3 separate regions of the Gossypium hirsutum genome follow, and regions 2 and 3 are each linked to region 1. The links are chromatin contacts, called in public Hi-C maps. All regions are on one chromosome and are shown on one strand. The core of a region is the stretch at or near the end of the contact, and the rest is flanking DNA. Distances in the headings are between cores, read along the strand shown. Region 1 holds the start of LOC107951033 (E3 ubiquitin-protein ligase APD2). Region 2 holds the start of LOC107951415 (QWRF motif-containing protein 2). Region 3 has its middle 17 kb from the start of LOC107951415.

Region 1 (3,774 bases), core at 580-3,079:
TTCTTTTCTTTTCTTCTTGTTTGTACCTTTGAGCACAATCATAGCAAGTCGCACAGTGTCCACATGGGACGAAGAAGCAGTTGCGTTGATCATCATAGCATATTACACATAATTTCGCATCATATAAATCCTCCGACGAGCTACTTGAAGATCCGGTTTCGGCATCATCATTGTCGTCCTCTGCCGTTGTTCCGTAGGTCAACCGAACTGACTTCTCCGGTAAAATAGGGTCAGTCTCCGTCCTCCACGATATTTCCCTGAACGTTGTATTACTATTAATTATCTCATCATTGCATGCTCCTAGGTATTTCAGCACCAATAAAATGATAATGATGAAGAAACCTACAGATAACCAAAACAAAAAAAAAAAGCATCAAACCATCATAGCAATAAAAACTTAATTCTCTGGTCTGCACTTGAACATTTCCGCATGTATATATGGTACCTAAAATTGCAATGTAAGTAATAACTCGAGCAACAAAAGACAGCTCAACGTACCGTCCGGCAATATCACCCTGAAAAAGTTAAATTTTGTTGACTAATTTCAGGAGGAATTCATTAGTAATATGAAAAGAAGTTAAACTTGAATTACAAAAGGGTTGAGACCTTACATTATCAGGAGTTGAAACTATAACATACTGAGTGTGGGGAAACTGAAGTTGGAGCCGGCATGATCCATTTAGTGTTGAACACATATCGCTAGCTTTTGTTACATCATAAACTTTGGATGTAACATTTAAACTAAATGTAATAATTATGCTTCTAGGGTTCCAGTTAATTAGACCTACAGAGTACTTGTCATCTTCCTCAATGTTGTACTCTGCTTCTTTACCCGTTACTGGTTCATTCAGGAAAAGGGCACCAAATGGCACTGTTCGTTCGGGCAGCAACGTTTCTGGTTTTTTTTCTCCTGCAGAAACACAGATTAATTGTGTGAGAGTCCCAATCCACATCCCAGAGGGACTAAACTAGATTTGGCAATCTGGGTATTCATGTTGGTGTAAAGTATAAACTAAACAGAGGAGCTAAGATGACTACCTTTTATGATAATGAGTTCAATTTTGTCTAATCTACTGGGTTGAGTTGCCCATCTTATGTGGATCCTAGAACCCTTGTTTAACCACAAAGAGTATCCCTGAAATTGAACCATAGGTGGAGTGGTAAAGTATTTGTGTTTAAATTTAAACAAATAAATAAAAATTAGATTATTAGATGTAATACCTTGCGATCATATGCTCCAACAATCAAATAATTTGAAAAGTTCCAATTTACTTCGTTGCTTAACTCTGGTTTCTCTGGAAACACATAAACAAGAGCCCCTTTCCAATTTTCATCTCTTACTTGAACCTGTTGTACAAAAACAGAACTGGCCTTCATCAACCGAGAAGAGCTTGGTCCAAGCACCATACTGCAATTCCCATAGTAGCCATATCGGAGGATTACCGACACTGCAAAATCAGAAAAGCCAAACCAAAAATACTTTTAGCTTAAGATTGAAGAATGAATGAAACAGAAAACATAGTGAACGAATTACATGCCACATATCCATAAAGTCAGAGCAGGTAGCACTCGTGTCCAAGTGTCTTTCCACTGAGGAAGTTGAGCATGGTTGGAAGCTGGTACGAACCCTGGCCTGAACATGGTTGTTACTATTTGGAAGCAAAAAGAAGCAATGGATGAGAGGCTAAATGTAAATGAGACATAAGAGAAAGACTAGTAGGTTTCTGGGGGAATATTATTACCGTCACAACTAACCGTTTCCTTTGTGATTGGCGGGGAATTGAATGGCAAGTTTGTTTGAACATTAGGTGTCAGTTATATTGGGTGCCTTTATTAACCAGTCAAGGCAAGGCCTGCTCTTTTATAACTCGGTTGTTCACACACCCCTTGCCGAGAGGGCCCTTGGCAATGCCAACCTCGGAGTGGACCCACTAGAAACGTGGAAGGCATTTCTTTTAATTCTTTGGCCCTTTAACTCTATTGCATTTCGTTGAATCAAATAGCAATAGCATCATGCAAGTCGATTAGATAATCTAAGCCCAAAACGCAATTTCTCGTCCTAAGCCACTAATGGCACTAGCTAGCTTATTTCTCGTCCTTAGGCCTCCGCCCATTCCGCATCACGCATTCCATCCATCCCCCAAGCAAATAAAGCATTGAGTTTAGCAATTTTCTTTAATTCAGAAAGCACTTCACCTAATTGAAACCTAAAAGCGTGTTAAGTGCAAGAGCTTTGTGTAAATAATAATACAACTCTTAATTATTGAATATAAAAAAAATAATCATTAAACCCCCACTTACTTGGGGGGCTCTCTAATTATTATTTTTTAATTAAATTTTACATAATATAAATTTTAGTAAACATACTTATCTATTTAAAAGTTTTGTTTATAAAATATTATAATATTAATATATGTTATTAATTACAAAATTTAAGATAATTATTTTATATTAAATACAAATTAATCTAAACTGATATAGAAATTAAATATGAACTAAATCGACTACTAAGAGGTGTTTGGTAAATAGAGTTTTGAGCCTTTTTTAGCTGATTTGAGTACAAATAGAGGATTGAGTAATCAAACCCTCTAATTGTAGTGTTTGATAAATGAATGTTTGTAGGAGCTTGTTGAGCTAAAACCTCCAAAACAAAATACACTGGGATGGACAACTTTTTTCATAGCTAATTGAAAATGAGATATGTGGAATGACATATTTGACAATGCTTGCTCAAAAATTACTCCATTTGCCACATGCTTTCAAACATAGTAGGGGTGCTAAGATATCAGTAACCTCCATTCTCTCATTTTCACTTTTACCTCCAAAATCCAAAGTAAATCTAAAAAAATAAAAACTCCACTGTAAATCTATAAAAATCAACTATGGAGATTCATTTGCAAGATGATTTCATCCATTAAGGTTAGTTCTTTCTATGCTTTTAAATTGCTGTACTTTTTAAGGGGCCTTTATTTGTCGAAATTTTTTGCCTCTATAAATTGATTTTTTTTCCTCATTGTTAGTCGTTTTTTCCATGTATTTCATCTTTTTTTTGTCCATGTAATTTTAATTTTTGGTCCCTATAATTTTAATTTTTTATTCCAATAATTTCACCTAATAAAGACTAAAATATTATAAACAAATAAATACTTAACAATAAAATGTGTCATGCTATTATTTGTCATTTTACATATATCAGCTATCAGCTAAGTTATACCAAACACTTTTAAATAAACAGTTAATAGAATCAGTTAGTCAAATCAGTTAATAGAATCAATTGGTCAAACCATCCACTGCAATCAGCTATCAACCAATTGCCAAACAAGGCCTTATAAGAAAATATAAAATTCAATTCATTTTGTACATCATTTAAAAGCAAAATAAAAATTTCTTCAAAAAAATAGAACATTTTTTCTCCCAAACAAATCCAATCTGGATCCTAAACCAATATACCAAGGCTATGGGTCATCCTTATTGGCAAGGTGTTATATATAATGAGTTGTAAACTCTTCTCAACAACAATACATGGAGTCTTTACCCCTTTCCTGCAGCATGACAATCCATAGGCTGGAAGTGGTCATTTAAAGTAAAAAAGAAACCAAATGGGACTATAGATCGATACGAGGCATAATTGGTTGCTAAAGGTTTTCTCAACATGTTGCGTCTGATTTTCTGGATACATTCAGTCCATTGGTTCAAGAAAATACCATTCGAATTGCTCTTGTTGTTGCAGTAATAAATGGATGGTCACTTAGGCAGATAGATATCATAATGCAT
Region 2 (3,774 bases), core at 623-3,122, 280 kb before region 1:
CGATCAAGCAGAAGTGGCCTAAAGAATTTCAGCTCTACCAAGAACACCACTCTCTGTTTTTATCAGACATAATTCAATTGTTTGTCTGGACTGTTCTTGAGCTCTCTTTTTTTAATTAACAAAACCCTGAAATTCCAGATGGTAAGACAAAACAAACTGCGTGCAGCCAGGCAACATTCTAAAAAAATTAACTTTCTAAAAGTAAAACTTAGCCAAAATCCTCAAAATGGTGTTCGTATGCAACGTTTAATGCTGCGAGCTGTACTGCCAAAATTATAGTAAAAGCGAATTCCTATGAATATTATAATAGTAAAGCATGCAAACTTGATGAAGCATACAAACAGCATACAAACACAACGAGATAAATTCAAAGTCACTTCTTAGAGTCGTACCTCTGCGTTAGACCTTTGGGAAGACAGAGTAGCATCTGCTCTAGCATTAACAAAACGCCACTGCAACCACCGGTTATGAAGTAGCCTCAACAAATTAGCATCCGAAACTTTGTTCTCCCCAATCTTAAAACCATCACCAACAAAGCTCAAAATCGACAGCCTAGTTACCAAATTATCATCCAAACCATTCCTCAGTCTAGGACTCATTCCCCTCGTTGAAGATGACCCAAGCTTACTCGGTGACGCAGGCCGAACTGGCCCATGAATTGGCGGTAACTGTCCTCTGCTATTCAATACACCGTTTGGAGACGAAAAAGGAGTATCAGCTCCGAACTTGTCTGGTACAATTAGCTTAGTGCGCGCTGTATTTTTCTTAGGAACCGGCGAGCCAGGATGGGACCGGCATACCCGATTAGCAGTCTGTTGCCAGGACCGAGCGGAGACCATTATTCCTGGAGGCCCACGCTTAACGTCTACGTTAGCGGAGGAACTTTGTGAAGAACCTGACGTACTACCAGAAGAAACACTTTCAGTATCAGAAGCAGCGAGACCACGTTGAGCCTTAGATTCAACAGGAGTAACGGCTCTTATATCTCTATTATCAGCCATGAAATCTTGCAGTGGCCCAAGTACATTGCCATTAACAGAACCGTTTAATCTCTTCCTCTCATCGGTGCAAGCCATGCTTCTACTAGCCACCGAGTTGGGTAGCCTTAACCTCGCCGGCCACCGCTCCGTCTTTGAAATTTCGGTTTGCTCTGTTCTTCTCGTTTCCAGCGTCGGTTTGCGCCTCTTGGTGGTTTCTTTCTTTGTGGGGCATGGTGATGGAGCTGGTGTAGCTTTGCTAACCTTGTCAGCAGTGTTATTGTTAGCGTTGTCAGTTTTCAAACGCATAGGTTTATTAGACGGCGGGGTCACCGCATGTCTCCTCTCCACCGGTTGAGACCTCTTAATAGCCGATGAAGTCGTGTGTTTTGTGGAAGAATTTGAGTGGGATGAGGAGGTGGACAAACATTTTCGGGAATTTTGAGGGGGCGGAGGGATGGAATTGTGGGGGTCGGAGGGCAACAAGGGAGGCAGTAGCCCAGTTCCTCCCAGGTGTTTGGGGTTTAGGGTAGCAGCAACCATTGGGGGGGCACTCACAAAATTCAATTCCACAGTCTGATCCTTTAATCTCACTCTCTTCCCAACACCTAAACGTATCTAATCATAAACACCTCCAATTTTATATTGAAAAAAACTGTTGGGATTTAACAGATTTTATTCTTTAAACATAAAAACTCAGAATTTTCATAGAGGAGAGAGTGAGAAGGATGTGGGAAAAGATTAGATTAGATTAGATTAGAGAGCATAAGGGTGGTAATGCTAGGAGTGGCCTATGTAGTATACATTTTGTTTGTAGTATGGAATTTAAAGTGAAGGGAATCCATTGCAGTGGCGGGGTTTTATGGGGATGGATGAGTCGCGTGGAGGAGAGGCAACCTCTGTAGGTCTGTTACTAAACTACTTACACGTGGCTGCCACATTTCTTGTTTCTTCACGAGAAATAACTTTATAAATTCTTTTACCATATTATTTATTTATGGTTCCTACCAAAGTAAATATATCAGTTTTGGAAAAAAGATATGTATTTATTTTTATTTGATAAGAATTATGGATGATGTGGTAAGAAGTAGGGATGAAATCAGGGGGTTAGTAGGGAATGTAATAAATCTAGTAAAATAGAATTTTAAATATTTTTCTTAATTTTTTATTTTATAATTACTATTACAAACATGCGTGGAAGATTTAAGTGATTAAAAGCTCTAATGATTACTCATAGTGCATAGGCTTTAATTGAAGGCTGAAATTGCAATTACAATAGCTATTGTCAACAACTTGAGCAACATTTGGAGTGATTGTATTATGATAACGTATTATAAAATAAGAGAGATGGAGAGAACAAAGAACAAAGAAAATATAAAAGGAATAAAAAAAATATACTTTATTGATCAAATGGATGATTACAATACTTCGTCAGAGTCTCTATTTATAATTCTACTAACTAAGTATATTAAAACTTTATATTGATCATGATGGGCATCCACTTAATAAGATATTCATAACAAAATAAAAATTTATAAAAATCATTAAAATTTATGATAATTATTAGATATTAATTAAAAACCATAAAAGTTTATAAAATTTAGAAAAAAATTAATTTATTAAAATTGTTAGAAATTAATTAAAAACCATATAAATTATTTATTAAATGTTTTTAAAATTATTTTTCTCATTTTTACTAAATTATTTAACTAATATAATTTATTTTTAAGTATATCAAACATTGGAATTCTTTTTTTTTCTTATGCATACTTGAAAGTTCTTCTAAAATGTTATGCCTTCTTAATAATCAATGGCTTTTTTTAATTAATGGTAAGTTGCTATATTTTTATAAAAATGAGAAAAATAATTTTTATAAAATATTTATATTTTTAAATATAGCTTTTAATTAATTTTTAAAAAAATTCTAAATTAAATTTCTAATTTTTAACCATTTTTAATATTTTTTAAAAAAAATTATAAAAACTTTATGGTTTTAATTAGCTTCTAGTAATTATTATAAATTTTAATGATTGTTTTATAAATTTTTATCTTTTTTATAATTCCACGCTTGGACTACCATTTGCTCAAATATATTGTGTACTACAAAATTATGGACTCCACGGAGCGCAAAGGGAGAGATGACGATGAAATAATGAGTCGGTGGTTAAAGAAAGTTTGTATAAAGGAAACAGAGGAAAACCTAGATATTGTGATGGACATAACACTGATTTTTGAAAAGGTCCTATCATGGAGAGACAGGTTGGTGGGAATCGGGCAGATGGAGTAGGAGATTTTGAGATATCGGAAAATGATATTGAATGTTCATTGGTCAATGGCATCCCCTCTATTAAATTTTCTGATCAAGTAAATCAAATTTTAATCAAAGATGTGACATACACAGTAGTAATCAAACTCTTTGGAAGAAGCATCGAGTATTCAACGCTTTATAACAAAGTCTATTTGCTTTGGAAACCCTCTCAACCGTTTCACTTAATGGATGTGGAGAACGGATACTTCCTAGCCAAATTCAAGAACTCGGAAGATTTTGAGAAAGTTTTATGCCAAGGCCTCTGGATCGTGTATGGGCAATATTTAACAGTACAACCATGGACTGTGGTATTTGACCTGGTACAACCATATCCAAGCACGATCATGGCATGGATTTGGATTCCCGAGTTGCCAAGGCACATGTACAAGTGGCAAATCCTGAGGGAAATAAGAGGGCTTATTGGGAAAGTAGAAAAACTGGGTTTTAATACAAATAACGGGGGTTAGGGGATGATTTGCGAAAATGGCA
Region 3 (3,774 bases), core at 534-3,033, 270 kb before region 1:
TGCCTTAATAGCTCAACGCCAAGGCAAAGTGGCAAGCAACTTAACACATATCATTAGTCAATATGTTTTAGACATCAAGTAACACATTCACTAATAGTGAGGAGTTGGTGGGAGGGAAAAAGTCTTCTCAGTGTTATTTTAACCTTAATTCACTTTACATTTGTCCAAGTTTAATTTAAAATATATGATTAAAATTTTGTTTAAACCAAATAAAATATTAAACTTAAACTCATTTTAAACCTGATAATATTTTTTAATTTTTTTTAAAAATATTTATATTAGTATTAATTTAATATTTAATAATTTTATATATTTTCTCATTTATTAAAATTTTATATATAGACATCTTAGCATTTTTTAATATTTACATTATAATATTATATATTATTATAGATTTAATTTTTTATGTGCTATAATACAATCTTAGGAAGTGGGGCAAACTTAGACCTTTAATATTCGAGCCCGAGTTTGGTCATTACTTAAAACGGGTTTAATTTTTTTTGTCTAATTCTATTTTTTGGATATAATATTTTTACTCAAATCTTTTCAAATTTTGGATGAATCTTTAAGCTTAAGTGAGTAATTTGACCCATGAATAGGTTTAGTTAGGAGCAGGTAGTGACTTCATTTTCAAAATTTTCAAATTTTCACTTTTAACTTTCTACAATTAGTATAGGTCAATGTCATAGTTGGCCTCTAAGCTTTTATGTGTAATGTGGTATCTGTACAAATAAAATGCTCAATTTGTTGTCATGTGCAATTTGATATATGAATATTAAATTTATACATGAATTTTGCTTCAATGTGCAATTTGATACATGAACTTTTATTTGATGCAATTATACACATGAAACTTGTATTTTCGTTCTTATGTATACAAGAAACTCTAATTTTGATTTAATCATACACATTTAAAGAAATGAATACATATATTTATTTTTATATTGGATTAATATAATTGCTCTGTATGTAATATCCAATGTAAAATGGTGGTAATTCAACAATGTTGTTAGTGATTTGAAAATTGAATCGAATCAAAATTCATGTATAAAATCACAAAAAGTCAAAATCCATATATAACATTACACATTGAATCAAAATTCATATATAATTATGATATTTATCCCTTTTTATTTTTTTATATAATATAATATGATATGATTTAAGCGATTATAGGAGCTGGATCAATGAAATGATAATCTTGGGCCTTGGCTCAATGAACGTGAATGTTGACGATCTTGGCGAAAGCTACTTTGCAGAGTAAATCCTATAAAATAATATTTCTGACATAAAAAAAAATCTGTTACTTCAAACAAGTTTAATTAATAAATAATTAATTTCAAGTTTTTAAAATCAGTTGATTTTCCGTTCGATTGAGTAAATTTTTTAAAAATTATGAAAAATCTAAAATAAATAAAATTAATTTAAATTTTGATTCAATCAATTTTTAAATTTAATTCAACTCAATATCTTATTTTAAATCATAATTTTTAGTCCAACTAATCTTAATATGAGGTTGGGTTGAATTAAGATAAGTTTAAATAGATGATATATTTACATATAATTAATGTAAAAATAATAATAACGATAAAATTAAATACTATAATAATATTATAACTTAAAGATAAAAAATAAACAAAATACATATCACACCCTATTACAGCGGTTAAAAGGTTTAGTTTTTGATTTGAAACTAAAACCGAGAAGAGCAAGAAACATAATTAAAACAGGGGTCTCAACATCACAAATTTTTACGGTTATGAGACCTCTACCTTTCAAAATCATAACTAAATTAACCCATTCAATCACTGCAGTTTCTGATTGGTGCACCACCCCGGCCCCCACTCTCCCCTCCTAATTAAAAATTGATTGATTGTGATTTTTCACCTATCATTTAATTTAAAAAGGATAAACACAGAAAATGAAAGACACCCATCTTTTTACAAACTTCATCAATGTACCACCCTCAAGATTAAAGAGCCTGGAGGAGAACATGGACATATATATAGCAGCTTATTACATAGAACCAGAGATAAAAGCATGGACATGACAGACGGTTGATATCTACAGATAACTGAGACATACATAACAGAAAAAAAAACACCAAAGGGAAGAAGAGGGGCAATCTCACAAACAAATCCCTCCATTCTCTCCCTATTTTTTTTTCTTTTATTATCACTGGATCGATGATATCCAAACAAAGGTCTAAGATAGGATGATAAACTGAAAACCCTGAGTGGCAACAAGACACACTCTCTGACAGTTATTCAGAAGCTTCGACAAAAAAAAGGAGCTCGCTTTGCCCATTCAAAGCAATTCCACAATGGTCTCTTTCTGCATCTTCCTTTACTTGTTGTTGGGGATCGAATGGTTTCTGCTTCGTTTCTGCTCAGCATTTCCCACATCACTCGCACATCCTCGTATTCGCAAGAGCTTATATCTTTTCGAAGCTTCATATGAGCTGTTTCAACACATGATAATATTGGCTAAGGACAGAGTATGAATTTTAGCCTTTAATTTACATATGTCAATCATCCATTTCCCTCTAAATTATTTCTTGGATTCCCATTTATTTTCCAGAGATTCAAGAAAAAAAGAAAAAAATTTCCCTTTCGTCATTTCCCCCCTGTTAAGCATTCAAGATTAAGAATTCAACAAAACCCATCAGATAAAAATAGCTGTTCCACAATTTATAAATCATATACGAGACAAAGAAATACCGGCCTTCAAAAAGGCTAGCAATTAAAGGTAAGGAAGCCCAAATCCATGTAATTCCCACATGCAAATTCTTGTTCTTTACAATTCAAGTTTATAAAACTCATTTCTTTAAAACTTTAACACCAAAATCTTAATCCAAGTTGTCTGATAACGAAAACATTTAAATTGAAAAAGGAAAACAAAACCGCTCAGACAAGATAAATGCAAAAGCAAAAGAAAAAAAAAACTTTCTTTTAATCTGAACGGAAATTGAACATCAGCAAGTCGGCGGCAAATGAACTGAGACTAACCACTTTTACGAACGCCGAAGCGGGTGGCGACACCGCTCCAAACTCTGCGAATTGGAATAGTCATTCTATCAAACACCTGCATTTTTATACCAACGGAAATTTCCTCTATTTCGTCCGGCTGAGAGGAGAGAGAGAGAGAGAGATACAATTCCTCCCAGAAAATTTAAAGAATAAGAGATTTGATTTCAACTCACCTGCAACACCCCCAAAAAATAAAGATGTAAAATACCAAAGGAGATTGTATATAAAAGAAAAAGGAACGAAATTCAAAAGTGTAATATTAACCTTCTCTTTCGTTCTCTGTCTTTATTCCTTTCTCACTTTTTTTCCTCTCTCCTCTGGAAATGCCTGAGCTCTCCGTCCTGTATTTTAATGGCTTCTTTTAGGGGAATGAAAAAAAAAACAGAGACAAAAGTACGGTGATGACGTCATCGTGTCTTCGTGTCACTTCCTACCCGTTGGGAGTTGGGACCTGTTTTGGATCCAATGCCTCTAACGGAAAATCTGCTAATCGATACTGTTGTGCTTTCCTTTCTCCCACACGTGGGGATTTCCTATTGGTTTCGTCTTTTAATGTATCGTACAGTCACGTGGGTGTATCATGTTATTGGACCCTCCAAGGTTTTACCCGGGAGACTTTTGGCGAATGGTTTTAGAGTGGCGCGTAGATTAATTCGCTGAACTCGGGACCTGAATGAATTAGTCGCGTGGGCTTTACCGCATGAGTAAGCGGTGGAGGGAAAGTAGATGAAAGGGCAGGCGAGCG

What was found. A called contact is a pair of places that touch in the nucleus more often than the background predicts.
Region 2: a contact with region 1 is called in a Hi-C map of leaf, with 2.9 times the contacts expected there. The contact joins the promoter of LOC107951415 here to the promoter of LOC107951033 in region 1. A contact is called at or near these places in 11 of 34 Hi-C or Micro-C datasets (anther, callus, fibers and 2 more).
Region 3: a contact with region 1 is called in a Hi-C map of leaf, with 2.0 times the contacts expected there. The contact joins the enhancer-like site here to the promoter of LOC107951033 in region 1. A contact is called at or near these places in 8 of 34 Hi-C or Micro-C datasets (callus, hypocotyl and leaf).

The regions. Positions count from the first base shown.
Region 1 is chrA02:21,319,763-21,323,536 of Gossypium_hirsutum_v2.1, forward strand. It overlaps LOC107951033 (E3 ubiquitin-protein ligase APD2), which reads right to left and starts at 1,830. Exons shown (of 8, transcript XM_016885923.2): 1 at 1,743-1,830; 2 at 1,539-1,649; 3 at 1,222-1,448; 4 at 1,039-1,135; 5 at 612-910; 6 at 446-515; 7 at 27-342. The coding sequence starts at 1,641.
Region 2 is chrA02:21,036,888-21,040,661 of Gossypium_hirsutum_v2.1, forward strand. It overlaps LOC107951415 (QWRF motif-containing protein 2), which reads right to left and starts at 1,873. Exons shown (of 6, transcript XM_016886466.2): 1 at 393-1,873. The coding sequence starts at 1,520.
Region 3 is chrA02:21,053,653-21,057,426 of Gossypium_hirsutum_v2.1, forward strand. No RefSeq gene overlaps it. Among protein-coding and RNA genes, the nearest start is that of LOC107951415, 17 kb to the left of the region's middle. Within about 2 kb of position 1,784, at least 8 of the 9 cell types and tissues checked have an H3K27ac peak or open chromatin away from gene starts, as enhancers often do. A contact at or near this core is called in hypocotyl and leaf, where this site is marked.